Regions from separate parts of the Gossypium hirsutum genome. Here region 1 is linked to region 2. A link is a contact called in public Hi-C data. All regions are on one chromosome and are shown on one strand. The core of a region is the stretch at or near the end of the contact, and the rest is flanking DNA. Distances in the headings are between cores, read along the strand shown. Region 1 holds the start of LOC107951076 (serine/threonine-protein kinase RIPK). Region 2 holds the start of LOC107952189 (tubulin--tyrosine ligase-like protein 12).

Evidence for each region. A called contact is a pair of places that touch in the nucleus more often than the background predicts.
Region 1: a contact with region 2 is called in a Hi-C map of leaf, with 2.9 times the contacts expected there. The contact joins the promoter of LOC107951076 here to the promoter of LOC107952189 in region 2. A contact is called at or near these places in 12 of 34 Hi-C or Micro-C datasets (anther, callus, fibers and 4 more).

Annotation. Positions count from the first base shown.
Region 1 is chrA06:20,560,507-20,566,812 of Gossypium_hirsutum_v2.1, reverse strand. It overlaps LOC107951076 (serine/threonine-protein kinase RIPK), which reads right to left and starts at 2,841. Exons shown (of 4, transcript XM_016885981.2): 1 at 1,988-2,841; 2 at 1,767-1,902; 3 at 1,541-1,677; 4 at 606-1,437. The coding sequence starts at 2,371. The coding sequence ends at 763.
Region 2 is chrA06:20,391,179-20,396,974 of Gossypium_hirsutum_v2.1, reverse strand. LOC107952189 (tubulin--tyrosine ligase-like protein 12) reads right to left here and starts at 2,004. Exons shown (of 15, transcript XM_041115301.1): 1 at 1,577-2,004; 2 at 1,245-1,487; 3 at 1,041-1,165; 4 at 740-956; 5 at 529-654; 6 at 160-416. The coding sequence starts at 1,867.

The sequences.
Region 1 (6,306 bases), core at 1,592-4,091, 170 kb before region 2:
AAATTTAAATTTCGAATTATTTGAATCGTGTTAATTGAGTCAACACGATTTTCTTTTTCAAATTTCGAGTTTGAATTAAGTTGAGTTTTTGAATTCAAATAACTCAAATAATTCAAAAAAACTGAATACCAAACCACCCCCACCCCTTCTGCCCCACCAACTCTTTTATTAATAAGATATTCATAACAATTTTTTATTTATCGTATTTATAAATTTTTTTTATTGAATTACTATGACGAAAAATATTTAAAAATTAAGAATTGTTAAACCAATAATTTTTATTATAAATGTATTTATATATATATTTTTAACAACTTTATGAATTTTTAAAATTAAATAATTGAATTTACAAACTTAAAATTAATATATAAAAAAAGAATGACTTTGTAAATTGGGAGATTTAAAAATAATTTAAGTGGGAGTTTAGATATTGATTTTATTTTTCTTCCCAACAAAGAGTAACATAATCTAATTTCATGGTTAGCTGTATTTTGAAAATTTTGATTTTTTATTTCCTTATCAAAATCCTTTGTGATTACTAATTAGTCTTTTGCTTGATAAACAATTAAAACTCAAAATTCAACCAAGAAAAGCAAAATCTTCTATTTTGGAAGAATCAATGCAAGTAAAACACGTCTTTGCGCTCAAGAAAATCTTACACTTTTTTTTTATGTAAATCTTACACTCCTTTATCATTCGCCACAGTGATCAAAATCCAACGCAATCTGTAATTAATCCTATTTACAGTGTGATCTATATACCCTATGCTCCCCTTGCTGTATGATGCAAGGGAGAATTCAACTTACTTTCAAGGTTGTCGTTTTTGGAGTGAATGGGAGACATTTTTGGTGACCTGTTTTGATGCCCATGGCCGTGATGATGAGGTTTGTGGTTTCTTTGATGATGCCCATTCTCTTTCATTTTAGATTCACATTCCTTCTCCTCCTCCTTTGGTGAACCACTTTGGTTTGGAACCGTATAAACGAAGGAACCAATTGGGATGTCTTCATAATCCTGAAGGGGCTCCAAAATCCCCACCACATCACACATTTTTGGTCTTTGCTTTGGGCGTTGGCTAAGGCATTGATAAGCCAATGCAGCTGCCTTTCGTGCCCCCATTTCCGAGTATTGGCCTTCCAGTCTAGGATCCATTATCCGCCCAAGTTTCCTGGCATCATTCAATATTGGCCTCGCCCACTCTACCAAGTTCTGCTCTCTTGGGCTACGTTTCTTGTCTAAAGATCTTCTCCCTGTTAAAAGCTCCAAAAGTACCACTCCAAAGCTATACACATCACTCATAGCCGTCAAGTGACCTGTCATGACGTATTCAGGAGCAGCGTAGCCTTCTGTCCCCATCACCCTGGTGGATACATGCGTGTCATCCCCTTCCGGACCACCTTTTGCGAGACCAAAATCTGAAAGTTTGGCTGTGTAATCCTGTAAAAAAGATTATACAGAATCAATGTTGGAGTTCTAAAGCGAAAAAAGTTTTGTGCGGTAGGTAAAAAATTAAGAACATGATGAAAAAAGCATTACTTACAGAATCTAACAAGATATTTGACGCTTTGAAATCTCGGTAAATTACTGATTTTTCTGCTTCATGGAGATAGGCAAGACCCTTGGCAGCTCCAAGAGCAATTTTCATCCTCGTCGCCCATGGAAGAGAAACCGAGTACCCTGCACCATGGGAGATTGACATTTCACATTAATTCCTTTATTGTTTATATATGAACTGAAACAAATGGTAATTTACAGACACAACATACTTCGAAATAGCTGGTTCTCCAAGCTGCCTCTTGGCATATATTCATAAACCAGCAGTCTATGTTCTTCTTCGCAGCAATATCCGATCAACTTCACAAGATGTGGATGCCTCAATTGTGCAAGAAAGATCACTTCAGTCTGCTCCATAATGAAAAATTTATTCAATAATCAGTAAACAGCAACAATTAACGTCCAATAAAGTAAGCAATTAATATATACTGACCAACCACTCTCTATGTCCTTGCAGGCCTTCTAAATCCAGGAGCTTAACAGCCACCGACTGAGCTTTCAATCCAGGCCTAATCTTGTCATCAATGAACCCTTTATGAACTGGTCCAAACCCACCTTCACCCAGAAAGTTAACCGATGAAAAGCTCTGTGTTATCAGTCTTAGCTCCGCAAGCGTAAAAACATGAAGATTCGAACCGGCAAGCGAGGTAGACAGATCCTCCGACAACATTGAGCTTGGATAACTTAAGTCTAACATTGCAAACCTGGTAAATGAACCTTGTTTCGAAACATCCTTCTTAGGCTTGCCTTCTGGTTTTACAACACCCTTGGAACAGCTAGGGATGATGGATCTCCATGTAATTTTCATCACTGTCATTCTCTTTTCCCAGAATCTGCAAATGTGTTGCACAACTCTCACAGCTTCATTCTATACAAACAAAAGTATATTCTTCCAAGTTCCACCGTTCTTTGTATTTTCTATATATGTACAAGAGTTTGACATTAGGGTGTGTATATATATATACACATCATTGGATGAATTGGGTGAACTGAGTCCGTAAGTCCACAAAAGTTGGTTCAATACAAAACGACGCGGCTGCCCTCTTTGACTTTCCATGAAAATTAGAAGTTTGTTTTTTGGCATTTGGAATGTTCCGTATGAAAGCACAGAAACAGTCGACGATTCAAAGAAATCGAAAAACGCTTGTTGTACTATTCTTTTTTCCAGAATTCACTCCTCGTATGGAAACAATACTAAAAAATCCAAAATGGATTTCTAAAGTGTGGGTTTATAATTATTTTATGAAAGAGATAGAGACAAAAAAAGAAAAAGAAAAAAAGGGAAATTAGGTATTAATCCTTCAGAGAGAATACCATACCAGCTGTTACACACTAAAATCCGCAGTCAGAGGAACGTTTTTTCATTTTTTATCAACTCTCAACTTCTGGGTTTGTTTAGACTTCGTAAAACAAAGAGGTTGGCATAGTTGCAATAACCATATTTTCTAGAAGATTTGCTTGAATAAAATAAAATTACAAATATCTTCACTAGTTTGATATTTAATCCTCATCAAGAATTTATTCACTCTACTCTATTAATTTAATAATTGACATCTTAATTGATAATAAAATATTGTTTACGTGACTAAAATTACATGTGTAGAAGGTCATATAAGCAAATAAAAATATTAAATTTAAAGTGTAAAATTTTCGATTCTAAATCTCGAGTTGTTTCAATTGGAAGTTAATATATATATATATATTTGTTAATACGCAAATTTGAATTTGCCACCTAAAATCAAATATTTTAATTTTAACAAATATTACATAATTTAATTGAACGAGAATTCTTTGAAACAAAAGAATAGAGGGATTAAAGTAGGGCGACTAACCTAGAAATATATAATGAATACAAGGAGTGAGAACACAAATAAAGTATACATATCTTTGTTTAAGATGGTGCACAGGACATGATGAAAGTATTTTGTCTGCATGACGATTGAAGTACAAGGGGATCATCGTTCATCACAACCGCGTGATCGAAAGACTTTTCCTCATTTTTTCCGGAGGGTTTGATTGTCATGATTTTTGCTTTGAATTGAGCTTTGGATTTATATCACGTGCATCCAGAAAGCGTGTGGGTTGCTTATAATCATCGTTGAATCCTCTTCTTTCTTATCCAGTGCCAATGGCTTGAGGAATATCATCATTGATTTTAATGGGTAACTTGAATTACCCAATTCGATATATATATTTTTTCATTAAGTTGGAATAAAAATTATCATTAATCATAATTAATTATTATAATAGAACTCATAAATAAAGTTTTTCCAGATCAAATTATAAAATATTTGTAAAAAGTTATAATTAATTTCTAGGGTTTCAAATTATTGTTCAGAATGAAACCTCTTAATATCACGTTTGGTTTTGGGATTTAAAAACTTGGAAGTGGCATTGTCAACCTCACCTCTCACTGCATTATTATTCGTAAAAAGATTGTGAGTTCAAATTCGTGACCGCATTGCAATATAAAACCAAGTATTTAGTACACACAATTATGCATTTGTTTAAAGAAAAGGACTATCCAGTCGATTGAAATATGGAGTGATAAAAATATATAATATCAACTCTTCAGGCGTTCATCAACCAAAATGCTCCCACATATGTGCTTGTGTTTAGCTGGGTACCAAAAATAGTGGAAGGGTGAAAACCTGAAAAAAAAAAAAATTTTAAGTATATTTTGTTGACAAGAAAAGTGAGGAAATAAAATAGAAGAGATGAATCATTTTCTATCTTAATGCATAAAAATTAATTATTTTAAATTGAAATCATGAGAGGAGAGAAAATAATAAAGATGTGTATATTAGTTCAAAATTATATATTTTTAAATTGTTTTATTTTCTTTCTTTTAATTTTTTAACTCTACCAAGTAATAGATGTAAAGAAAATTATTTTTTTTTCATTTTTCCATCTTTCCTACTAAGCACACCTATGGAAAAATTTATGTTTTTCATACTTCTAGTTTTCTACCCCTCCAATTTTTCACCCTTCCAATTTTCTCTCGACTCTACCAAGCAAAGCCTAAACGTCGTGGCTTTCGTCCACCAACTACTCCTCGTATGGTCTTTCTCACGTTGCCCATAACCTTATACACTAGTCTATATAGTAAGATTGTTGTTTGCTAAGGCCCACTTGCAGTATCCCTAAGATCCATCATCTATAAAAGGGATCATCCTCCCACAAGGGTGGCAAAACAACCTTTTTCTCTCCAATTTATAATCTACTTTACAGTTCTCGACACCATACTCATGGTTCAACCATCAACCTCCAACCTTATATTAATAATTGACCCCATTTGTGAGAAATGACGTGAAAAATCATATCTTCACCTAACAAAAATCGCCACCCAACAAAGTAAGAAAACCAGAAAACATTACACATTAACACCATGCCAATCCTTTTCCTATTGGTCACAACCAATACAGCGTCTGTTGCAATCATACATATGTTGCATTTGGTGCCCTAAGTGTAGTATATTTGTTTATACACTTGTAATTTTTTCAAACAGATTGGTTAATAAAATTATTCATGAATTACATTAATACCCTTTGTCTATTGTCCTCACATATTTTTTTGCATGTAAAGAAAAATAAAAACTCACTGGTTATCTAATATTTAATTAATACTAAGTGGTATTACGTGGTTAGATCGTAATACGAAAAGACGACTCATATTAGTAGACGAACCTAAACATGTCTTTAGTCTAAATGAAAATAAGCAAACTGATTGAAAGACTAATATGTTGTCTATTAAGTCCAATTGGAAAGATGTTTTGTCTTGGGCATCAAAGCAGATGACTCCTAGAAGATAGGGGTATAGATGTAACTGACTGGAATGACAGTACATTAGACTAAACCCAAGGAGAATAGATTATGAATTTGTTTATGGAGTTATTCACTTGTGAAGTTCATAGTGTGACATACCTTAATCCTAAGTGGATGACGGATTATATATGTGTGACTCGTATACTTTGATGTAAGTAAAAGCTTGAGTTCAAATAGATAAGGAATCGATAGTTGATGCATCATTCACAACAGTGGAATTTATAGCTATCCTCTCGTTAGTATTACATGATAGATGAAAAGTAAAAGTGGCAACGAGTTGTTCGTCTTTGTGATGAATGAATTAATTACTATTTGATAGTAATTGACTTTCAATGAAGGAAGATGTAATGGTTACCATAAGATAAAAAAGGATCATATTGAGAGAGCGGATTTATCCCAGTGAAATTAAGGATACCCTATGAGAGTAACACACTTATGACAAGATCATTAGATGAGCACTGATTGAGTTGCTTTAGTAATGGTATGTCGTTAGAGAGAGCTTAGTCACAATACTATAGTGGAATAACTTCGTGACTACATGAGTTTATAATTAATAGGTGAAAAACTAAAACTTAATTATAAATCTTTTGAGTGCTAATTACATATATCCAATTGGTCATTCTGCTAGCTTGTTGAAACCAAAAATAAGTTGTATGTTGAATCAAATGAACATAAATGGGTAGAAATGGTAGAGTTGGAGAAATGAGAAACATTTAGAAATAAATGTGATTTTCTCACTAAATGGAAATAAGCTGGAAAATTAATTTATGGTTTTTTGAATTATTATTTAATTAATTAAATAATTAAAGTTCAAAAATGAAATTAAATTAATTAGTCATTTTGGATCCATTGAATGTAAAAATATTAAGTATATTTTATTATAGATTCTTTTACAGTAAAATTACCATAATTTTAAAGAAATGAATCG
Region 2 (5,796 bases), core at 755-3,254:
CCAAAAATCCATAATGACACCCCCAAATTTCCAATTGTAAGCAAACCCTTGTGGTTTTTAATGTTTAAACCTTGCCTAGATACTGATCCTTGCTTCCAAGAAATTCAACAAATGATCAAACATGGTCTAAGATACAAAAGATCAATGTAAGAGACATACCATACAGGATTTTCATCAAGCTTTTCCTCATCTGCGAGTCTATAAGTCATTAAATATAACCACATTGCATTAAGAACACGATCAGCAAGAGGTTCTTCAGCAGTCCATTCAGGCAGACGTAGCTGAAGCATTGAATCAACAATATGCTTTTCAGATTCTAAGATTTTGGATGCATCAACACCATTCAATGAGGAAAGAGTGGGAAGTGATTCAAGAATTTCCACAGCACTATCTCCGAGTGGGCCAGGTATATCCACCTGCAAGATCAATTATTTTAAGATGAAATATGACCTTCCAATTGTCTCAAACCTATTGTAGCACCATGTGTTCTCATTAAAATACAAAAGCAATGTTTTCCAACAAACATACCTCCAAAGATTGTAAGCAATAAAAGGCCTTCAAGAGTCCAAACAAATCACTGACTGAATTTTCTTCAATCAGATTGCCTCGAATGTTCAAATATGAAAGATTTGGCATCTCAAAAGGCGAGAACGCCTGAAAAAGAGAAAGCAGAATCATCTTGCATCTTGTTTCCATGTTATGATTAATTTTGTAAAAGGAGGGAAAATGCGTGTTAGACCTTATTGATCAGATTATGGATGCCTCTATTCGAAAGGTCAAGTGAGGTCACACTTTGCAAAGGAAGGTTTCCCTGATGACTACTTGCAGGATTATCCTTCCCATACACATCAGCACAAAATCCCAATGCCCACACACCAAAATTATGGGTAAATCGAGAGTTATAGATTTCGAGTTTGGGACATCCTTGAAGAATTGTATCTTCCATGCCACAGTCACTATACACAAAAACAGATACTCATTTAACAGAAACCGAAAGTAACTTTAAATACTTTCTTCTTCAAGAATGAACAAGACAAAACCTTTTTTCAAGAACTGGATTATTGTTCAACCAAAGAGCCTTTAAGTTCTTAAATTTAGTAACTTCCTCGACAAGTTTCTCCTGGTTTTCCAGCTTGTTCCCGCACAAGCTAAGAGCCAATAAATCCTGCGACCAAAACAGAACAGTTCATATGTTAAAGTGACCTGGAATAAGGTAAAGTATGATAGAATGATGGTTGACTAACCGGAAATTTAGTGGATAAGTTGAGAGAAAGGAAGGTGGCGTCGTCAAGTCCAAGCTCCTCGAGCTCCAACCATCTCACAAATCCATCTCCGGTCTCTTTCGCGTTTCGAATTTCGCTCTCCAAAACTTCCTCGGCGGTCATTTTCCCGCCACTTTCAGCGGCCTGTTCTGAACCGCCGTCGTCTTCGACGTCCACGCACATTAGAGCAGCCATCCGCTGCACCAACCCCGGAACCTCCTGCAACTGCAATCAATCACAGAACATATCAGTTTTCACTAAAAAAGAACTTCAAATGAATTCTGATTATTTAAAAAAGAAAAAAAAAATCGAACCAGTTTGTAGGCGTCCGGGAGACGAAATGTCCAGGCATGGTCGACGAGGAAAACATTGGAGTCTTTAGCCATGGTTTCGGAGGTTAACAATAACCGTCTCTGACGGCCTTCCTCGCAGGGTTCAATCTGGAAGTGAGCTCCGCCATCAAAAGTTTCCGATGTTAGCTTCTGGAAGAGTTTAAAATGAAGTGATTGGGGCAGCCCCGATGCTGCTAAAAGCAGATCATGGACTTTCACGAAGTCCTCGTAAGTTTCGATTCTACTGCCATTACTTGCATTTGTGGCCGACATTAGTGTTGGATGACAGCAACTATGGTGGAGAGCGAGGATTTAGCCTTTAAGATGAAGGGTTTTTGCAGTTGAACCGAGTTACTTCAAGGTTTTAAAGGTCGACGATAGACCAAAACAATGGTCTGGTAATCTTTCTGTATGCAAGAGTATCAAGAAGCCCAACTAAACTTAACATTGGGCCAACTAATTTAGTCCATAAATTAGACATTTTTATCCTTTATACTTTTCAATTTTTAAAATCTTAATCTTAACCTAAACTGTATAAATTTATTAGGTTAATATGTATAATATTATATTAACTTATTATTTCCACTTAATACTTAAAAACAACACAATTTAACTACTATCGTTTAGGTCAAAATTAAATTTTCAAAAGTCAAAATATGCATAAATTAAAATTGGCCAAATTAAAATGCAACTATTAATCTATAATTTACACATAATACAAATATTCATAATAGAATTTGACCTAACTAATCTATATATAAAATGAATGATATAGGGTTTCTTTTGTTGACACCCTTTGTTTTCTCTCTCTCTCACATTATATAAAAGTGATCAAATTTTAATTTTAGTCAATGTTTTTTTTTAAATCATATCAATGGTTGAATCGGTCTGGCTATTGATTTATTAGGCTGATTAAAATTAATTCAAAATTCAAAATTATAAAAAAAATTCAAAAATCTTGGTTTAATCAATCGCCGATTCAATTAGTTTTTTAGCCGGATCAATCAATTCGTACTGATTCCCAGCCTAACTGATTCAAATCCACTTTTTGAACCAGTCTTTGATTCTTAATTCGGTCTAGTTCAAGCAACATTGGTTTTAATCTCTTACCATGCCTAAATTTAAGATTTAACATTTATCCTTTAATGTCTAACATAATTTGGTTTTTATATTTTATTATATTATTTAGGGTAAATTTTTTAATTGGTCATCCAACTTTTTGAGTACTTTCATTTTAGTCACTCAAATAAAAATATTTACAATTTAAACATTGTCATTAGAGAAAATTTTCATTTCAGTAACTCACCTGTTAACCCCTAACTGACTCTGCACCCCACGTTAGCATTTTGACCAAATTTTTACCCTCACTACTGTTTACCACCTTATTTCCCTCCATGCCACCCCCTGCTTCCACCATTCTTCTTCTTCCTTTGCTCACTGCTTCTAGCCACCGCGCCATTCTGCTTCCATCAAGTCTCCTCCATTAAAATCTGATTGAAATGCTCTGCTACTACAGAAATCCATTGTAGCATTTCAATCAAGCTTGTAAACCATAAATAATGCTTTTACCTGGACCACTTTGCACATGAGAAAGGAGATACGAACTGCCTTTAGAAATCTGGCTAAAATGTTGGGTTCCGACGTAATTGTTTTACAGGCTCTTTATTTGAGATAAAGACCCGCTTTTCCAAGGAAAAAATGAAATCGATATAATTAGGAAAACATTAACATGATCCTTGACTTGAGAAGCAGAATTTTTTGTGATACTAGAAGGTTAATAATACCTAACTCATCAGAATACAAGGAATCTTTACTCTGAAGATGATCGTCAGTATCATGGATGCATTCATGAGTCACTGAAATTGCACAAGCAAGCTCATCATCTTCGAAGCCCCATGCTAGATGAAGCATGTATTAAAAAAAAAAAAAAACCTAAGAAGTCAAGAAGAACCACATCGTTAGCCCGAGTGCGTACATAGGAATCTTGAGAAGTTGCTGGTTGTCCTGGCGAATCCATGGTGGCAGGTCTCACTTCTGAATGCAGAGGAGGCTCATTTCCACAGTTAGAGCCTATAGAACTAAACTGAGAAGAAAAAGCAGCTGTCGAATCCATACCGAACATAAAGAGAAAGACCAAACAAAACAAGCAAATGGATGTAAATAAAAGTAGTTGAGGAGGAAGCAAACAAATGCACCTTAAATGATACGAATGGAGGATAATGGCATACATGTTCACTTCCAATTCGAGAAGCTATGCAAGGTGATTGAAATGACTCCTGTACTCTGGGTCAATCAATAATGAAGGACTAAATCTTCCAATAGCAGAAGCAATTCCACCTGTTTGAAATCCATTAAACATTAAAAAGAACACAAACAAAGAAATATACCTTAAATCCTTCATTTATAAAATCAATTACAAATGTAATTAATTAAAAATAATAATACGAAGATAGTGTCATACATGATTATTTCCTGGTGATTGAAATTGGAGAACAAATCATCCTATACTCGGGGTCAAATAATAATGAAGTCACAAATATTTTTATAACCATTCTAGCATTTCAATCAGATTTTTATGGGGGAGATTTGATGGAAGCAGAATGGCACGGAGGCTGGAAGTAGGGAGCAAAGGAAGAAAAAGAAGAATGGTGGAAGTAGGGGATGGCACGAAGGGGAAGAAGATGATCAACAATAGTGAGTGCCAAAGAAATGGTCAAAAATGCTACTGTGCGCTGCGGTTAAGGATTTCACGTTTGGATGACTAAAATAAAAATTTTCTTTAATGACAATAACCAAATTGTAAATATTTTATTTGGATAACTAAAATGAAAGCAGTCAAAAAGTTATGAACAACTAAGTAGTTTACCCTATTATTTAGTTCAAATAATTAATATTGTTAACTGGTCTTTTAAAAAATATATTCTAAAAATAATTGAGTTGAAATTGGTGTTTTACAATATATATATATATATATAAGGATGTTAACTATAATAGTTAAGAGCATTAGTTATTTAAACTAATTAATGATATTATAATAACAAAGAAATCAAATTAGAATAAAAGTATATGGAGAAGGTCACAAATTTAAGCATATTAAAATACCAATACCATGACCTAAGACCTAACACAATTATTTCTGATAAATAAATAGATGGTTAGAGAGAGGGGGGAATTTGAATATATAATAAAAAAAATTAAATATTAAACCCTACTCAATTTGTTTTTTAAGAATTTATATATTTAATAATATTAAACTTATTATTTGATATTGTTAGTGCTGAGATGATTGTTAATTGTATGTAAAGTTGTAATTACAAATACAATTAAAAAAATAAAATAGTACAGATTAACACAAGAATTACTTAAGTTTGGAATTTTTTTTATATATTATAAATCAATGATATAATATATGATTTAAGTTCAACTCACTCATTAAATTACAACACTTATACATTCCATTAGTGTCACTGTCCCAGTAAAACTTCCACTTGAAAGCTTAGTTATATATTAAACGTGAAAACAATTTCCACAAGATCAAAATACACCTCATACAAATGTTTTTTTTTTAATGAATAAACAAATGCTTTATTTGATTTGTACATCAACACATAAACAAGTCTATTTTAAATAAACCTTTTGTAGACTTGTAATCCTCGCAGTGTAAACAAAATAATTATATTCATATAATTGTTACTCAAATTCCGAAATAAGACAAGAATTTTTGGTCAAAATCTTGCACAACCATCTAGTTACAATTGGAACATGGAAAGCTGGAATGTGTAACTGCTGCTAACAAATTTTTTAAGGAAAAAATCGGAAATCTTTCATTCAAACTAAGCCAACATGTATGAGCATTATAAGAACAACTTGAGAGAACGGAAACAAGACCACAATACAGAACGAGATAACCCATCGAAGCAAAAGTTCGCACAGTAACCCAAAATATAAACATGGGACACAACAAACTAGTCGTCGCCATCACCCAAGCCGAAGCAAAGAGGAGATAGGACCTAGATGGGTGCACGAAGCTTGCTTCGGAGAAGCGTTAACTCCTCAAGAAACAAATCCAAGTTAAGTGTCACGGAACATGGTCTAACAGCAATCAAAAAATAAGAAAAGAAATAAAGGAAAAAAAAAAGACAAAAGAAACTGACTAAACAGTGAAGACAAGCAGGCCTTGTCAGAACAACGAGAGCACCACG